Linked DNA regions of Mus musculus: region 2 is linked to region 1. The links are chromatin contacts, called in public HiChIP or PLAC-seq maps. All regions are on one chromosome and are shown on one strand. Each heading gives the region's core, a stretch centred on a gene start, on an enhancer-like site or on the middle of the called end of the contact. The rest is flanking DNA. Distances are from core to core; before and after follow the strand shown.

Evidence for each region. HiChIP or PLAC-seq counts read pairs in DNA pulled down with a chosen protein or histone mark.
Region 2: an HNF4G HiChIP or PLAC-seq map of pancreatic cancer cells shows a contact between it and region 1. The contact joins two enhancer-like sites. A contact is called at or near these places in 2 of 115 datasets of contacts at active chromatin or transcription factors (microglia and pancreatic cancer cells).

Annotation. Positions count from the first base shown.
Region 1 is chr2:167,315,051-167,322,457 of GRCm38.p6, reverse strand. All of the region lies in intron 1 of B4galt5 (UDP-Gal:betaGlcNAc beta 1,4-galactosyltransferase, polypeptide 5), which reads left to right. Among named protein-coding and RNA genes, the nearest start is that of B4galt5, 30 kb to the left of the region's middle. Within about 2 kb of position 3,232, at least 128 of the 459 cell types and tissues checked have an H3K27ac peak or open chromatin away from gene starts, as enhancers often do. A contact at or near this core is called in pancreatic cancer cells, where this site is marked.
Region 2 is chr2:167,864,088-167,871,494 of GRCm38.p6, reverse strand. Gm32845 (a long non-coding RNA gene) reads right to left here. Exons shown (of 8, transcript XR_375289.3): 8 at 3,514-4,610. All of the region lies in intron 1 of Gm33033 (a long non-coding RNA gene), which reads left to right. It overlaps Gm32928 (a long non-coding RNA gene), which reads left to right. Exons shown (of 3, transcript XR_375290.3): 3 at 154-535. Among named protein-coding and RNA genes, the nearest start is that of Gm32928, 5.3 kb to the left of the region's middle. Within about 2 kb of position 4,529, at least 68 of the 459 cell types and tissues checked have an H3K27ac peak or open chromatin away from gene starts, as enhancers often do. A contact at or near this core is called in pancreatic cancer cells, where this site is marked.

The DNA of each region.
Region 1 (7,407 bases), core at 1,983-4,482:
CAGAGCATCTTTGACTCCGAACTCCCTCTACCAGTCTCGTTTGTATAGAAGTTGCATTTTAATTTTAAATTACATTTGTCATTTTGTTTGTGTGTTCTTGTATCTGAGGATGTGTGGCTACCATGGCACATACATGAAGGTCATGTGGGTCCCAGAGACACAGCTCGGTGGCAGGCTGGCAGCAAACAGCCTCACACACTGAGCCATCTCACCGGCCCCGCGCCGGTGTTTAAGCTGTCCAGGATGAATGTGCTGGGCTGCCGAGTCACCTCAGCCTAGACTTCTCTGTGCCTGCACCAGTTCCCTTAGGAAGTTTTGTTTTGTTTTGTTTTGTTTTGTTTTGTTTTGTTTTGTTTTGTTTTGAGACAGGGTCCCACACAGTAGCCTTAACTTTCTGGTACATCCCAAGTGCCAAGACTACTCTCGTCTGCTATTTATGTGGTGAAATTGCGGCTCTCCAGACAGGGATGCTAGAACCTTTGTCATTACTGAGTTACGGTTTTTTGGTTTTGTTTTTTGGTTTTTCGAGACAGGGTCTCTCTGTACAGCCCTGGCTGTCCTGAAACTCACTTTGTAGACCAGGCTGGCCTCAAACTCAGAAATCCGCTTGCCTCTGCCTCCCGAGTGCTGGGATTAAAGGCGTGCGCCACCTCCGACCGGCGAGTTACAATTTTTATAGATGGTTCTGGTTCTGGGAAGCTCTTCTGGGCTTCAGGACAAGGAGGATGACTTGAAGGGGTCACTTGAGAATGTGGCATCCCTTGTTGGCTTTTGTAAAGCTGAGGTCATTCAGGTCTGGCAGTGGCAGTGCCCATCGCAGCACACGTGCAATGTGGCAGGCTGCAACTTACTCACGGGCAAGCAAGATGCCTCTGCGCGAAGCAGGCAGGGTCAGGGTCGGTCTGTCAGCTGGGAAGGTCAGAGACAGGAGTGAGCAGATCCAGCCATGGGATGGAAGGGCATCCGGAAAGGTAAGGACATTTGAACAGGCAGCAGCAGGAGCCCGATACCACAGGACAGACCAAGGCTGTGGGAGAGAGAGAGAGAGAGTGGACAAGAAACCAGACACACAGAGCCTTGCAGGTGACTGCACCTCCCACAGTATCTTTTCCTATTTATTTCCAGGGCACCATGGGTGCTGACCAACACACGTGTGGTGCTAACAGTATCTGAGGGCTGTGTGCAGTTTCTTCTGGCCCAGGGTTCCAGGGCGTGTGGTGTGAGGCTTGAGCATCTCTGCTGAACTGTCTGTGGGGATGTTCCTGGTATGGAGACTTGTGAGGCTTGGTCAGTGTCATGCTGTTCCGAATTAAACATTCTTAGTTGCAGTTAGAATTTATATTCCTACCTATATAGATGTGCAGAGAACTTGTTCTCATAAACAGCGTGGGCAAGCATGGGAGCTGTGGCTTACCTGCCTGTCCTGCGCTGCCCATGAGCTGGGTTCAGATATGCTCACATCTAATCAGGTGCCATTTAATAAAAGATTGGCAGCTGGGCAGTGGTGGCGCACACCTATAATCCCAGCACTTGGGAGGCAGAGGCAGGTGGATTTCTGAGTTCGAGGCCAGCCTGGTCTACAAAGTGAGTTCCAGGACAGCCAGGGCTACACAGAGAAACCCTGTCTTGAAAAACATAAATAAATAAATAAATAAATAAATAAATAAATGAATGATTGGCAAGTTTGTAGGATTGTTTGCAAGACACTGCATAGCTGTTAATTATTTTATTTTCTAATATTTGGAAATAAGTTGACTGGAAACAACCTGCGATAAACTAAGTGGCTTTTGTGTCTGGGATCAGAAGGCCTTGGGGAGCAACAGGCAGTTTCTCCCCAGTTAGCTTGAAATGAAAGCCTGTGTTCGCCCTTTGGCCTGTGTGATTCCACTTCCAGTTTCCTTAAACACTTTCTGTTGCTCCAAAGCATTTAAAGGATGTGATAATGTGTGCGTGCAAATTCTGCAGCCAAAAGTCTCCTTGCATTTTAGAGGAAAGAGATGTAGCTTTTTATTTTTGCTTTCTAGAAATCAATCTTTTTCTTGGTTTGTTTACCTGTTTTTGATATGGGGTCTCACTATGTAACCTTAGGTGGCCTTCCTCTGCCTCCCGAGAGCTGGGATTAAAGGTATGGATTACCAGGAATGGCTTTAAAACAAACAAAAACAAAACAAACCAGGGTCCCATGTAGCCCAGGCTAGCCTCAAACACTTATAAAGATGATGACACCCTTGAATTCCCAATCCTCTTGACTCAGGTCTCTGCTGAGATTACAGCCCTGAACCACCACACTTGCTTTTTATAACTTTTTTTTTTTTTAAAGATTTATTTGTTGGGGCTGGAGGGATGGCTCAGCAGTTAAAAGCACTGACTCCTTTTTCGGAGGATCTGAGTTCAATTCCCAGCAACCACATAGTCGCTCACAACCATCTGTAATGGGATCCGATGCCCTCTTTTGGTGTGTCTGAAGACAGCTACAGTGTACTCATATACTAAAATAAGTGTCTGTGTTTGAGTGCAGGTGTGCCTGTGTGTGCTCCCCTGTGCCCGTGTGTGCCCGTGTGTGCTCCCCTGTGCCCGTGTGTGCCCGTGTGTGCCCGTGTGTGCTCCCCTGTGCCCGTGTGTGCCCGTGTGTGCTCCCCTGTGCCCATGTGTGCCCGTGTGTGCTCCCCTGTGCCTCTGAAGCAGATTCTTCTCCAGGGACCTAGAGTTTGAGTTTCCTCAGCTAGACTCAAAGCCAGCAAGCCCCAGGGATCCCCTGTCTATGCACACCTTGGAGCTGGAGTGCCAGGTTCATTGCGTGGATGCTGGGATCTGAATTCTGGTTCTTATGATTGTTCAGTGAATGCTAACTCCTGAGCCATCTTTCTCTAGCTTTATAGCTTCTGTTTAAAAAGAAACTCATGTTTGTCATAACCTGTCGCTATGCTGTCTCAGTGTGTGCAGTGAGGAAATTTGAAATGTTTAAGTCGATGACTCTCATTTGAGCATCAAGTTTTTAAAACTGTAAATCTCTGAAGGTGCTCGGAATGGCTCCTGGCATATTGTGTTGGTGCCTGGCACTGAAGAATACTGGGAATCAGTTGAGCATGTGACCCTGACAGTAAAAAGATCATATCAGAGAATAACACGAGGATGGTTTGGGGCACTTGGGAAACTGGACTGCAGAGACAGCCCAGCTGTGAAACCTGGCTTTGCCAGGTCAGATGACCTAGGCAGACCTCTGTTCCTGCTTCTGTGACTCAAAGGCAACAAATAGCCTGCAAGTCAGTGACCTCAGAGGTCTCACACACAGGCGTTAGGAAACTCAGCAGTGCGGCAGGAAGCAGGAAGTACACTGACCCCATAGGAAGCCAGGAGAAGCAGAATCAGTGAGTTCGTCTTCCCTGACAGCCGAGGGAGAGCTGGGACTCTGTAACCTCTGGTGCTTAGGGTGGGATTCAGTTATTCAGAAACACAGCTGATGTTAGTCATAGATGTCAGAGCACTTTGAAAGTATTCCACACACTGGTGACACATTACTGTCTTTCGACATGTGAGCCTTGGTCCTCTGTGATACCCATGTGACAGAGACATCACCCCGGGTGCCTTCCAGAGTGTAGGTCTTGAAGATCAAACAGGTTACAGATTTTTAACCCATTTACCCATCACACAGACCAAGACTGAGCCTTATTGCTGCGAGGACCAGGTTGAACTGCAGAACATTGTCTTGCTTCTGCAGGAATGGTCAGAACTCACTGTGCAGTACAGGCTCTTCCTGTCGCAGCTTTGCAGGAAGGAGCAGGTCCCAGGGTTGGCTTTGGATGGAACCTTGGTGTTTTGCAGGGTGGGGATTTATTTGTTCTGAGTATTGATTAGTTGGCCCGCTGAGGTCTAGTCCTGGACACTTCCTTCAAGGCCATGGCTTTCAGCATGGTGCTCACACCCGAGACAGCTCCCACTGTGCTGTGCCTTGCTCCCTAGGCACACTAACCAGTGCACAGGTCTACAGTAAAGACTCCTGCCTGGGTTTGCTCTTGATCTCTCTTTGCCTCTTGGCTTCATTATGTCCCGTTATTTTCTTCCCAATCTGGTAGTTTTGTTAGGGATTTTTTTTTCTGTGTGTGCAAGAGACAACTGCAGGTGGATTAGAACTCAGGAGGAAAGAGGAGACGCCAGCTCTGTGCCTGGAAATGCTCCGAGTAAGCCACAGCTTCGAGGAAGAGTTTATTTTTCTTATCTGTGTCATGGTTATAAGAGATTCCTCAGTGTAGGCATGGGGCCGGGTAATAATTAGTGTCATCCATCAGCAAGACTGATCTGTGCAAAGTGTCACTTTAGCATCCCACACTGGACAGCCTTCCTTAACTGATGCCTGCTCTGTGCTGTCTCAGCCTCCCCCAACCCCATGCTTTCTCCCGCTTCTACAAGAGAAGGCTAAAGTCTGTGGGAGGCATTTGCTGACTGGGCTGGGCACCTCACAGTTGGCTTTCAAGCTAAAATTGGCTTTTAACTGCAGTTCAACCAGCGTTGATCAGAACCACGGTGGTGGGAAGTACTGCTTGTCAGTGTAAAGTCACTCTATGTCCTGGAGCACTGGGCTTTGTAGTTCCGAGATTCTGACTTCACTAACCACATGGCTAACACTCTAAAAGTCATTTGAAACAAAACGTGTTCACTGGTATGGAAAGAGGGTTAAGACAATATCTTCTCATAAAGTCGGTGGGCGACGTAGGGGTTCAGACTGGAGGTCCGTGTGTCTGCTTGGACATTGGCTTGTTTGTTTGTTTGTTTGTTTGTTTGTTTGTTTTTCGAGACAGGGTTTCTCTGTATAGCCCTTGCTGTCCTGGAACTCACTCTGTAGACCAGGCTGGCCTCGAACTCAGAAATCCGCTTGCCTCTGCCTCCCAAGTGCTGGGACTAAAGGTGTGCGCCCCACATCTGGCTGGACATTGGCTTGCATGACTAAGTTTAGTCATGACTTAAAAGTTTCTGTATGCAGTTCATCTTGGTGACTTGTGCATATAACAGAAGGGTGCGATACTTATAGGGTCCTGTACAATCTGTCACTGCCAGTCACTTGGTGTTTGACAGGAGGGCACTTAGCAGCTTCTCTAATAATATTAAGGGGATTTTGCCTCCAGCAAGCTTAGTATGAATTAGTAATACACTATGTATGGCTGCTCTCTACCCATAGTTAGCAGGTCTCTAGTGACTCTAGCCAAGGACTGGTGGGTTTATTACCAGAAATACCCTAAACAGATTTTCTGCCAGCTGATTCTGTAGAGAGTCTGTTGATGTTTCTGGTGACATGGCAGGGCCAGGTGCTGGTTTGGGGAGTAGCAGGAGCCTTGAGCTGTCTGCTGTGGAGCCTTCTGATGGGGGGCGGGGCTGCAGTTGGCAGTTTTTGGGTAGCAGATGAACAGCTTGCTCTTTGCACCTGGACTGTCAGCATGGGCATCAGTGTTGTCATTGTGGACAGCTGAGGCTGTCCTTAGCACAGCCGAGTTGGAGGTTAAGACAATGTAGGAGGGACACACATGGAAGTGGGGTTGTCTGGAGGGGCTGGGAAAGTTGAGTAAAAAATTTTGTCGAACATCACTGGGGAACATTTTGGACCCAGTCCAAAGTGGAATTTTCTTTGCAGATGGCAGTGTACTGCAGATTGCCTGAGTTCTTGGAAATCATTCTTTCTGCATGGTGTTTGTTAGATGGTGCTGGTCCTAGGCAGGCTGAGTCTGGATCTGTGACTGTTTCTCTTTGTTTGGCAATATTTGCCTTCTTGTTCTTTTATTTTTTTCAGGGTTAGGCATATTCCTGTGGTTAAACAGAAGAGCTTTAGTGAGTGTGTGTATACATGAACTTCTTAGTCAAATGATAGGACTCATTCAGGAGACAGTATTCACAAACTATTAGTATAACACGTTGCAAGACAATTGAAATTTTTAGTGAAATGTATTACTTATGAGGGATGGAAGTTCTCAAGAGTCAGGTCGCCTACAACCTGAATCCAGGCGTCAGACGCAGGTGGTCAAGATTCACCAAAGCACCTTTATCCAGAGAGTCAGCTTGACCCCAAAGCCAGGCCTAAAAGGGGACCCTGAACTGCAGAGGAGTCCAAGGTCAGCGGGGCACCAGCTAACAAGCACACACACAGCTAACAAGCACACACACATCCACTTCTTGCTCTCCTAGCTGTCTCACACTCTGACCTCCTTACAGCGATGGACTGTAATGTAAGCAGGCAGGGCTTGTACGCAAAGCGAAGCCTTTCTACCCTAGCTGTTTTTTTTGTCAGGGTGGTTTCTATCACAACGACAGAATAGGGAGGCTGGCATTGGTTTCCTCGAGAACTCTGTGCTGACTGCATTTGAAGGTTTCTTGAGATTTATATGTCAGAGAGGAGACCACCATGGATCACTTGTAGCAGTAGTGAATCAGCTAAGTCTAGAAAGCTCCATCTAGTTTTGTGTAGGACGGGAACACTGTCTGGCTCGTCCTGATAACTGTTTCATGGAAGCCACAGGGTTCCCTTGTGACAGCACAACAGCAGGGCTTTCATGTAAGAGAAAAATAAAAAACAAAAAGGAAAAGGAAAAACAAAACAACTGTAGTTGGGGAGGGTGGCACACACCTAAAATCTCAGTGTTAGGGCTGGGGCTGGAGGGTTGTGAGTTTAAGGCCAGCCTGAACTACACAGCCAGTTTAAGGTCAGCCTGAGTTTTTAGGGAGACCCTGTCTCAAAAGAACCAAAAAGCAGGGCTGTCTGGGGAGATGCTCCCTGGATAAAGCACCTTGTTGCAAGAGTGAGGACCTTAATTCAGCACCCGCATAAAGGCTGGGTGTGGTTGGTGTGGCCCTGAAATCCCAGCACTCAGCTGGCAGAGACCGGAATTGATCTCCCAGAGCTCACTGGCTGGCCAGCCGACACAACTGCTGAGCACCGGGTTCAGTTAGAGTCCTTGTCCTTAAAAATAAGGTGGCGAGAGATGGGAGGTGAAGACATGACGCTTCCTCCACAGACGCACTACTTATCCCTTACAAATCCAAACCAAACAGAGAGCTCTGAGTGGTAGAGCCAGTAGGAGCCGCGGTTTATCCTACCTCTCCCAGTTGCTGCTGAGGGTGCTCGGAAGTCACTGCAGTGTGGATGAAGGTCTCCTTAGAAAGATCAAGAGAGACAACAAAGGCACAATAACTGTGCACCTTGTAGCACTGTGTCTCCCTCCAGGTGTGCCCTTGGGCTAGCCACCTTAGTGTTATCAGTGAGCTTGATACAGGTTCTAGGTCCAACCCTGACTGCTCCAGTTCATGTCCCTGGGGGGCAGATGCATGATCCTGGCTTTCTGAGCCCTCCTTGAGGAAGGCTACACCAGGGGAGCACCTCTGTTGGAAGAACCTTTGCAGCTCACGGGTGGGGAGGATTGTCTG
Region 2 (7,407 bases), core at 3,280-5,779, 550 kb before region 1:
TACAGACACAGGCAGCTCCTTCTGCCCAACTCCTTCTCTCTGTAGTTAGCTCAGGGACCAACAGAGCTGTGGCTTTCGGGTCCAGCTGTGGCCCTTCATCTGGGTTTGTGAATAAAGTTTTATTGAGACGCAGTCACGTCTGTTTTGTTTCAGGGTGGCAGAACTGCAAAGCTGCAAGAGACCCGGGAAACCAAACCAGCTAGGACCTACCTGGTCCAGGGAAGGTGTTCTCATCCCACTGGCTGGCTTTCCCTTGCCGAGGTGCATCCTCCTCCAGAGGGTGCACTGACTTCCCAGGTGAAGCTAAGAGCCTCACTGGGCGTTCCTACATGCCTCATCCCATAGTGCTTCCAAGTCTTCTCCTATCCCTAAGCCTTTAGAATTTTCCCAAGATCAGATTAATTTGCAATATAAACCTCAGGCTTGGCAGCTTGTCTGTGTTGTGAAGATACCTGGCCAATGTCACAGACGGCCACTCCATCTGTAGACCAAGCAGGACTCACAAGCCACTGTGTGGTCATGAGTGTCAGCACTTTTGAGAAGGCCAATTCAGGCAACACGTACTGTGTTTAGCACCTGTTGAGAACCTACTGTGTGCAGACCGTGTTCTAGGTTTGGATGGCACATAGTGAGGACGGCAATCATTCTCCTGCATCTGTATATAGTTCCTGGGGATGGTCCCTCAAACTTTTAGCAGGAGATCGGGCCCAGACTAGTTTACCTTCAGTGACAACTGTTTCCCAGAGGTCAGCACATAGTAGGCGCTTGATGAATTTAACAATTTGTTTCCCTGAGAGGCTGGGGAAGCTTGCATGGCTAGGGTGAGGCCAAGAGGGTAAATTAAGAGCCAGATATTGTTGGGTGGATAGTGGGTTTGGTATATTTCAGTGTGCCTACTGGAGGTTACTCAGTAAATCACCGTTTCGTTTTTTTTTTTTTTTTGTTTTTTGTTTTGTTTTTTTTTGTTTTTTTGGGGTTTTTTTTTTGTTTGTTTGTTTTTTTGGTTTTTTTTGTTTTGTTTTTTGTTTGTTTGTTTGTTTGTTTTTGGCGGTATAACCTGGACTGGGGGATGAGCAGCATCATTCCCAAACCTCTGTGATGTGACTGTCACACTTGTAGCCTCTGTTCAGATTCGTGCATCGATTTTTCAAAGGTTAAACAAACAAAACCACACGCCTGTGCTCACATGTGTACACACACACACACACACACACACACACACACACACACACACATAATTTTAAAAGTGACACATGTGCAGAAAGTAGATGTCTTGTGCCTGTTGGGAACTGGGACACCCTTGTCGAACTGCTGTGGGTCCTGGACAGAAAGGTCGGGACACCCCAGGCTCTCACTCCTCCTATTCCCACCTGTCCCCACTGTCAGCCCCATCCACTCAGCTGCCTTTCCTGTCCAGTTTCTAAAGCCACCTATGGCTCTGACCCCAGGTGTCATGGAAGGCCACAGACAGTGCCTCTTGAGGTGGGAGCTCTTCAGTTCCCCGTCTCCTCCTAGCCAGAGCAGCCATTTCTCCTGCTCCTTTGTGGTTCCTGCTCAGACCTGGCTGTTCCCCAGACCCTCCATTCTCCAGCCCTCATTATCAGCTGACTTCTAGGATGTAGTGCCTCCCCCCCGTCCCTCACGGCCCTGGGGGCAACACCAGCAGCCACTGCCTCTCAGCCCCTGTGCGACTGTGGCAAGGTCTCGGTTGCACTTAAGAAGGGGCTAGGAACCAGAGTTGGAAGCAGAGCTGGGCTTCTCTGGGGAGTCAGGAGGACCTCAGGCTCCTTGGTGCTGCGCTGCCCCTGACTCCAGCTTCTGGGAGTAATAGAGCAGGAGGAAGCGGTCCCCGAGGAGGTGTTGGTCACAGACACTTGCATGGGACAGGCAGGGCCAGACAACTGGAAAGGCTGCATGGGGGAGGGGACAGTGTCCCCAGGGATCATCCCAGAGAGTTGGGATGGAGAGGTGTGTGCTGAGGTCTAGAGGCTGGAGAAGGGGTTGGGTGGACAGAGGGGTTGACACGTGTTGATCCTTTACACAGAGCCCACTAGAGCCTTGTGCCTGCCAGGCTCTGGGCAAAGGAGAAAGAGGTTATAGGGGTAGGGAATATTCATGTGAGTGACATGGCCTAGCCCAGCTCCTTGCTTCCGGGAGACTACCACTCTGCCTGCGTGGAAGGTGACCTCAGCATGGAGGGTGACCAACAGGATCACAGGACAGGGAAATTTGATTTTGGAGAGCCAGGCCCAGGCTGGTCCCAAGCTCACAACCCTTCTACCTCGGCCTCCAAGGCGTTGAGTTGATACACCTGGCTCCTTCATACCTGTCTTGTATGCAGTTCAAGGAATTATTCATTTTTGTGTGTGTTTGTGTGCATGTGCACACATGTGCGTGCATGTATATATGCACACATGCATGCAATGCTTATGCTGTGTGTGTACACGCATGCATGTGTATATGTACGTGTATGTGCATTTGTGTGTTGAATGTGTATCTCCACACAGCATTTACCTCGGTTCTTGGGGAGCCAGCTGTGTGCAGTTCCAGTCGGCAGAGATATGCTGATGCTTGTCAGTCTTTGGGCATCAACATCTGTTCCCTCTCTGCTTGGCAACTGTCCTACCCTCTAGCTGGGGCTCCATGGGACAGCAAGCTGCCTGTGAGCCCAGCACACAGTAGGTCCAAAATGAGTGAGGAGCGCCTGGGGTCAGACTGGCTTGCCCCCCTTCACCCCCTGCTGCATCCTCTCGAAACCCCTCTGGTACTGGCACGCGAGGTCCCTCGTCTCCCATCTCTTCTTCCCATCTCTCTCCATCTCTTCTCATACGTCAGCTGCAGCATAACCTCCTCAGGGAAGGCTTCCCTGAGTACCAAGGCACAGCTGGGTCCCAGCAAGGCGTCCTAATCAGCCCCTAGTCTTTCCTACTGCTTAGACATGTCATGGACTTTCCAACACGCCCATAGAAGCCGGGATTGCTCTAGGTTTTGTTCAGGGTTCGAAAGTAATAGCTCATCCCCCTACCCTAGCTCTTAGCCCAAGATCGTTCAGCAGCACGTTGGCTTCCTACTGATTTGTGCTATTCAATGCACACAGGGGAAGGACAGTGAGGGAATGCCCAGCCGGGGATGGGCAACAGGCACCCAGGGAGATGTCTGAACACACAGGGCCCTGGGTAGCAGATTGGAGGAGGAAACACAAAGCCCTGGGGAAGCTGTGAGTGGGGTCTGGAGCTCAGGAGACAGCTCATATAAGGGGGGTGGCTCTTGTCCTGTGGTCCCGGGACCCTTTTGAAAGGTGAATGATTCCTTCACAAGGGCCATCTAAGACCATCAAAAAAATACAGGTATTTGCTTTATGATTCATACCAGTAGCAAAATTACAGTTATGAAGTAGCAACAAGAATAATGTTATGGTGGGGGGTCACCACCACATGAGGAACTGTGTTAAAGGGTCGCGGCATTAGGAAGGTTGAGAACCGCTGATGTAGATTCTTGAGAACAGAGGGCAGGGCGGTGTAGAGGCTTCAACACAGGGCCCAGTGTCTCCCTGAAGTCTGGTGTTGTCCAACTTCTGAGTCCTGGGCATTTGGGGATGGGGTGGGGACAGCCACATCTATCTGACCTACAAAATCCTGGGTCTCAACCTGGGACTGAGGCTGTCACCAGAAAGTTAAGGATGGGGACACGAGGCTAATGGGGGAAGGCAGCCCTCGCAGGGCCATTCTAGAGCTGGCACTGCCCAGTGGCCACTGAATCCCACAGAGAGTTCCTGGTCCCCGTACACAACACAAAACAACCTCCAAGACATTCTCACCAGGCAGCAGGGACTGGATGGGACAGACCCAGGCTCCATCAAACCCCTAGGTATTACCGAACTTGGGGCTCACAACCTTTGCCTCAACTTAGGTTCAGCCACCGGTCTCAGCCAGTTTTAAAGTAGAAAATAGAAAAAGAGCCTTATTCAGTGTGGTCATATCGGGAAGAGGGACAGAGAGATGTAGTGAGCTCCTGCCCAGCTCATTAATGTGAGGAAGATGGCTGTTGAAGGCACAGATGCTCAGTCACTTCCTGTGTGTCTTGTGTGGCCCTCAGAGCAAAGAGACAGATGTGCTGGTGACTGACGGCCATGAGGTGCTGGCACAGGGCTGGTGGGTGGAGGGATAGAGCAGCCACGGCTGCGGGCATAACCATCCCTGGGTAAACAAACAATTTTCCCTCAAGAAGAGGACCCAGAGAGAAAGAGCACTTTAGTGTGGCCAGCATACCCTCTTGCATTTTTTAATCGACTCCCAGAACTCCCCAGCCAGGAAGCTTTTGTTACACTTTCTTGGGAATATGTGAGGCTGGGATGGAAGATTCTGGAAATTTGCCCCACTGACCCAGGAATCTTGGGGCTTGCCACATCCTGGGAACTTGGGCAGAAGAGGTGAAGGCATTTCTCTAGGAAGCAGTCTGCAGTGGTCAGCACTCCGTTATCAGCCGGCCCTCTCCACAGCTTGGCGTGGGTCCCGCATTCCAGGAGCAAAAGGCCTGTCTGGCTTCCAGCTGGAACCGCCTGGGGGCGGATGGTACTGTGCAATGCACCCACCACATGGAAACGGGCCTGGCTGGGGGACAGACAGAGTATGACATCCTGGAAGTGTGTCCTATACCACCTTGGGATGGGCGGATGTGGCTGTTTACTTCAGAGATGGGCAAGGTAGGCGGTCCCCAGATGGAAACGTGGCTGAGGGGACAGAGGGCAAGTAAAAGACTTCCTAGCATGGGTGGGGGGGTCACACTTCTCCTAGAGCCCAGCAGACTCCCTGCCTCCCTAGGGTCACAGACACTGCCAGACACAACCCTGTTGGCAGGCTGGGCCCGATCTTTCTCCGCTGTTCTGGGCACAGGAAGAGGCATATTTGTCCTGGTGTCCTTTCCTAAATAGGGCCGTCAGTGAACACTCCATCACTACCAAGTGTCCCCCAGGGAGGCAGTGTCATCCTGGATGGCCCATGACATTGGGCCCAGGGTGGATTTGCTTTAATATTTTGCAATGGTCAGATGTGGATGTGCCATTCCCCACCATGGTTGCTGGGAGACAGTCAAATTTCTGTATCTGGCACAAGCCCACAGCCAGGTTCTCTGATTCCTAGACAGGAGGCAAGGGATGGGGTGCAAGTTCATGCGTGGACACCAATACCCTTGATGTAAACTCACTTCCCAGGTGGAAGTCCTGGCCCTGGGGTGTCTGCTGGCTAGGGACTGACTCCCAGACAGTGCCTCAGTGGGTGTCTGTGAAATGGGAGGAGCCACTGCAGGTGTGTCCAGGCTGGACTCTCACACTAGATTCTAACACTACATTCTTATGATGCCTAAGGCAAAAATGAAGATTGGGGACAGTACTGCCTGGCCCTTAAGAGACATGGTCTTCTCAGAGTATGAATCCCAGAAGGGCTTCTTGTGGTCTCACTGGCTAGAGCCAGGTCGCAGGAGATGACTGGCAAGCTCTTCCCTTCATCAGACACACAGCTCCAGGCTCTGCCCAGAGCTCCCCAAGTCTGCCACTTGTCACTATCTAAGATGGACATCTAAGTGTGAAGCCCAGAGAAGACTGTTCGCTAGCCCTGGTGATGCAGCTGGTATGGAAGACCTGGACTCCAGGGCTGGTTCCTGAGGGATTTGCACGCAGCACCCCTAGATGAGTTGCTGAGCATAGACTTACACGCTCTAGTGTGTCTCTGTCTATGCAGGACCAGATCCCCAGAGAAAACAGGCTGAGTCAGTCACAAGCATTGTTTGGGCACATAGACAAAGAAGTCATTTCTTGTTAATCTGTAAGTCAAATCCAGCTGTATCCTGTCTCCTTCTTCTTCTCCTCCCCTGCTTGGCTCTCCCCTCCTTTCTAGTTCTCTCTCTCTCTCTCTCTCTCTCTCTCTCTCTCTCTCTCTCTTTCTCTCCTTACCTTTACTAGTGGCTGTACCTTGGGCCTTGTGACTGCTAGACAAGCCCTCTACAACCAAAGTGTCCCCCCTCCCAGGACCTAGCTTCCCAGCTTCATCCTGGCCAGAGTGTCCTCCCAGACCTCCTACCCCTGATGCTCCCACCCCATTATCTACCACATGAGGGTTCTTTTGTCCCCCCTTTTAAGATTGGGTCTCGTTAGTTGACCAGGCTAGCCTTTAACTTCTGATCCTCTCTCAGTCTCTGTAGCAGCTGGCTCTGTATCCTATAATGTCCTATAATGTTGACAGCTCCACAGGTGTTCAGACGCAGGACCTCTAGTGTGACATGAGGTTCAGCCCACTGGGTGACAATCAGCAAGGACTATGAGGAAAGAGGGAAAGGGAATTGTCTTGTTTTTCATGGATTATTCTGTGTGTGCATGTGTGTGTGTGTGTGTGTGTGTGTGTGTGTGTGTGTGTGTGTTCGCAGGGGCATGTGTGTGCACGTGTATGTGCATGTGGAGGTCAAAGGTCCACATGTGGGTGTGTTCCTCTATCTTTCTCCACCTTAGTTTTTGAGATAGCGACTCTCACTAAACCCACTTGGCTATGGGTTGGCCTGCCAGGGAGCTCTGGGGATTTGTCTGTGTCCAGTCAGGTTTCTATGGCGGCGATAAACACCATAAGCAAGAGCAACTTGAGGAGGAAAGGGTTTGTTTCAGCGCTCAGATCATAGTCCATCCCTGCGGGAACTCAGGCCAGGAACCTGGAGGCAGGAACTGAGCAGAGGCCATGGAGGAGCGCCTCTTACTGGCCTGCTCCCCATAGCTTGCTCAGTTTGCCTTTTTATCCAACCCAGACCCACCTGCCCAGGGGTGGTGCCACCCACAGTGGGCTGGACCCTCCCACATCAATCACTAATTAAAAAGAAAAAAAAAGCCCCCACAGACTTGCCTGCAGGCCAATCATATGGAGGCATTTTCTCAGTTAAGCCAGCTGGGAAATAAGAATTCAGAACACCCGTGGGGTGCTCAAGTATTCAAAACAAAGCTCTCGGGGACACTTCCGATCCAACCCTTAATGGCCTGGCACCGGGCCCCGTGTTTAAACGGAAGTAGAAATGGAGTTTCTATGGGAAATACTTTAATCTGTGACGGTGGCTGAGATGGACCGGAGATGTCCTGTGGGTGAGAGGAAGTGCCTGTGCAGCCTGGCTCCTGTGTGTTCCTCTCTCCCATTTCCCCACTTCCATCTCCACCTCCCTTCCCCTCCTCTCTCCCTCTCCCCTCCCATTGTCTCCTCCCCTCTTCTAATCTCCTCTTCTCCTCCCTTCCTCTCCCCTCTCCTCCCTTCTCCTCTCCTCTCCTCCTTTTCTTTCTTTCCCTGTTTCTCATCTTCAATTCAATGAGGTAAAGACCTGGGCCTCAGATCCATTTCCACTGCATTCTAGAGGTGAGACCCTGGAGAGAGAGAGGTGTTC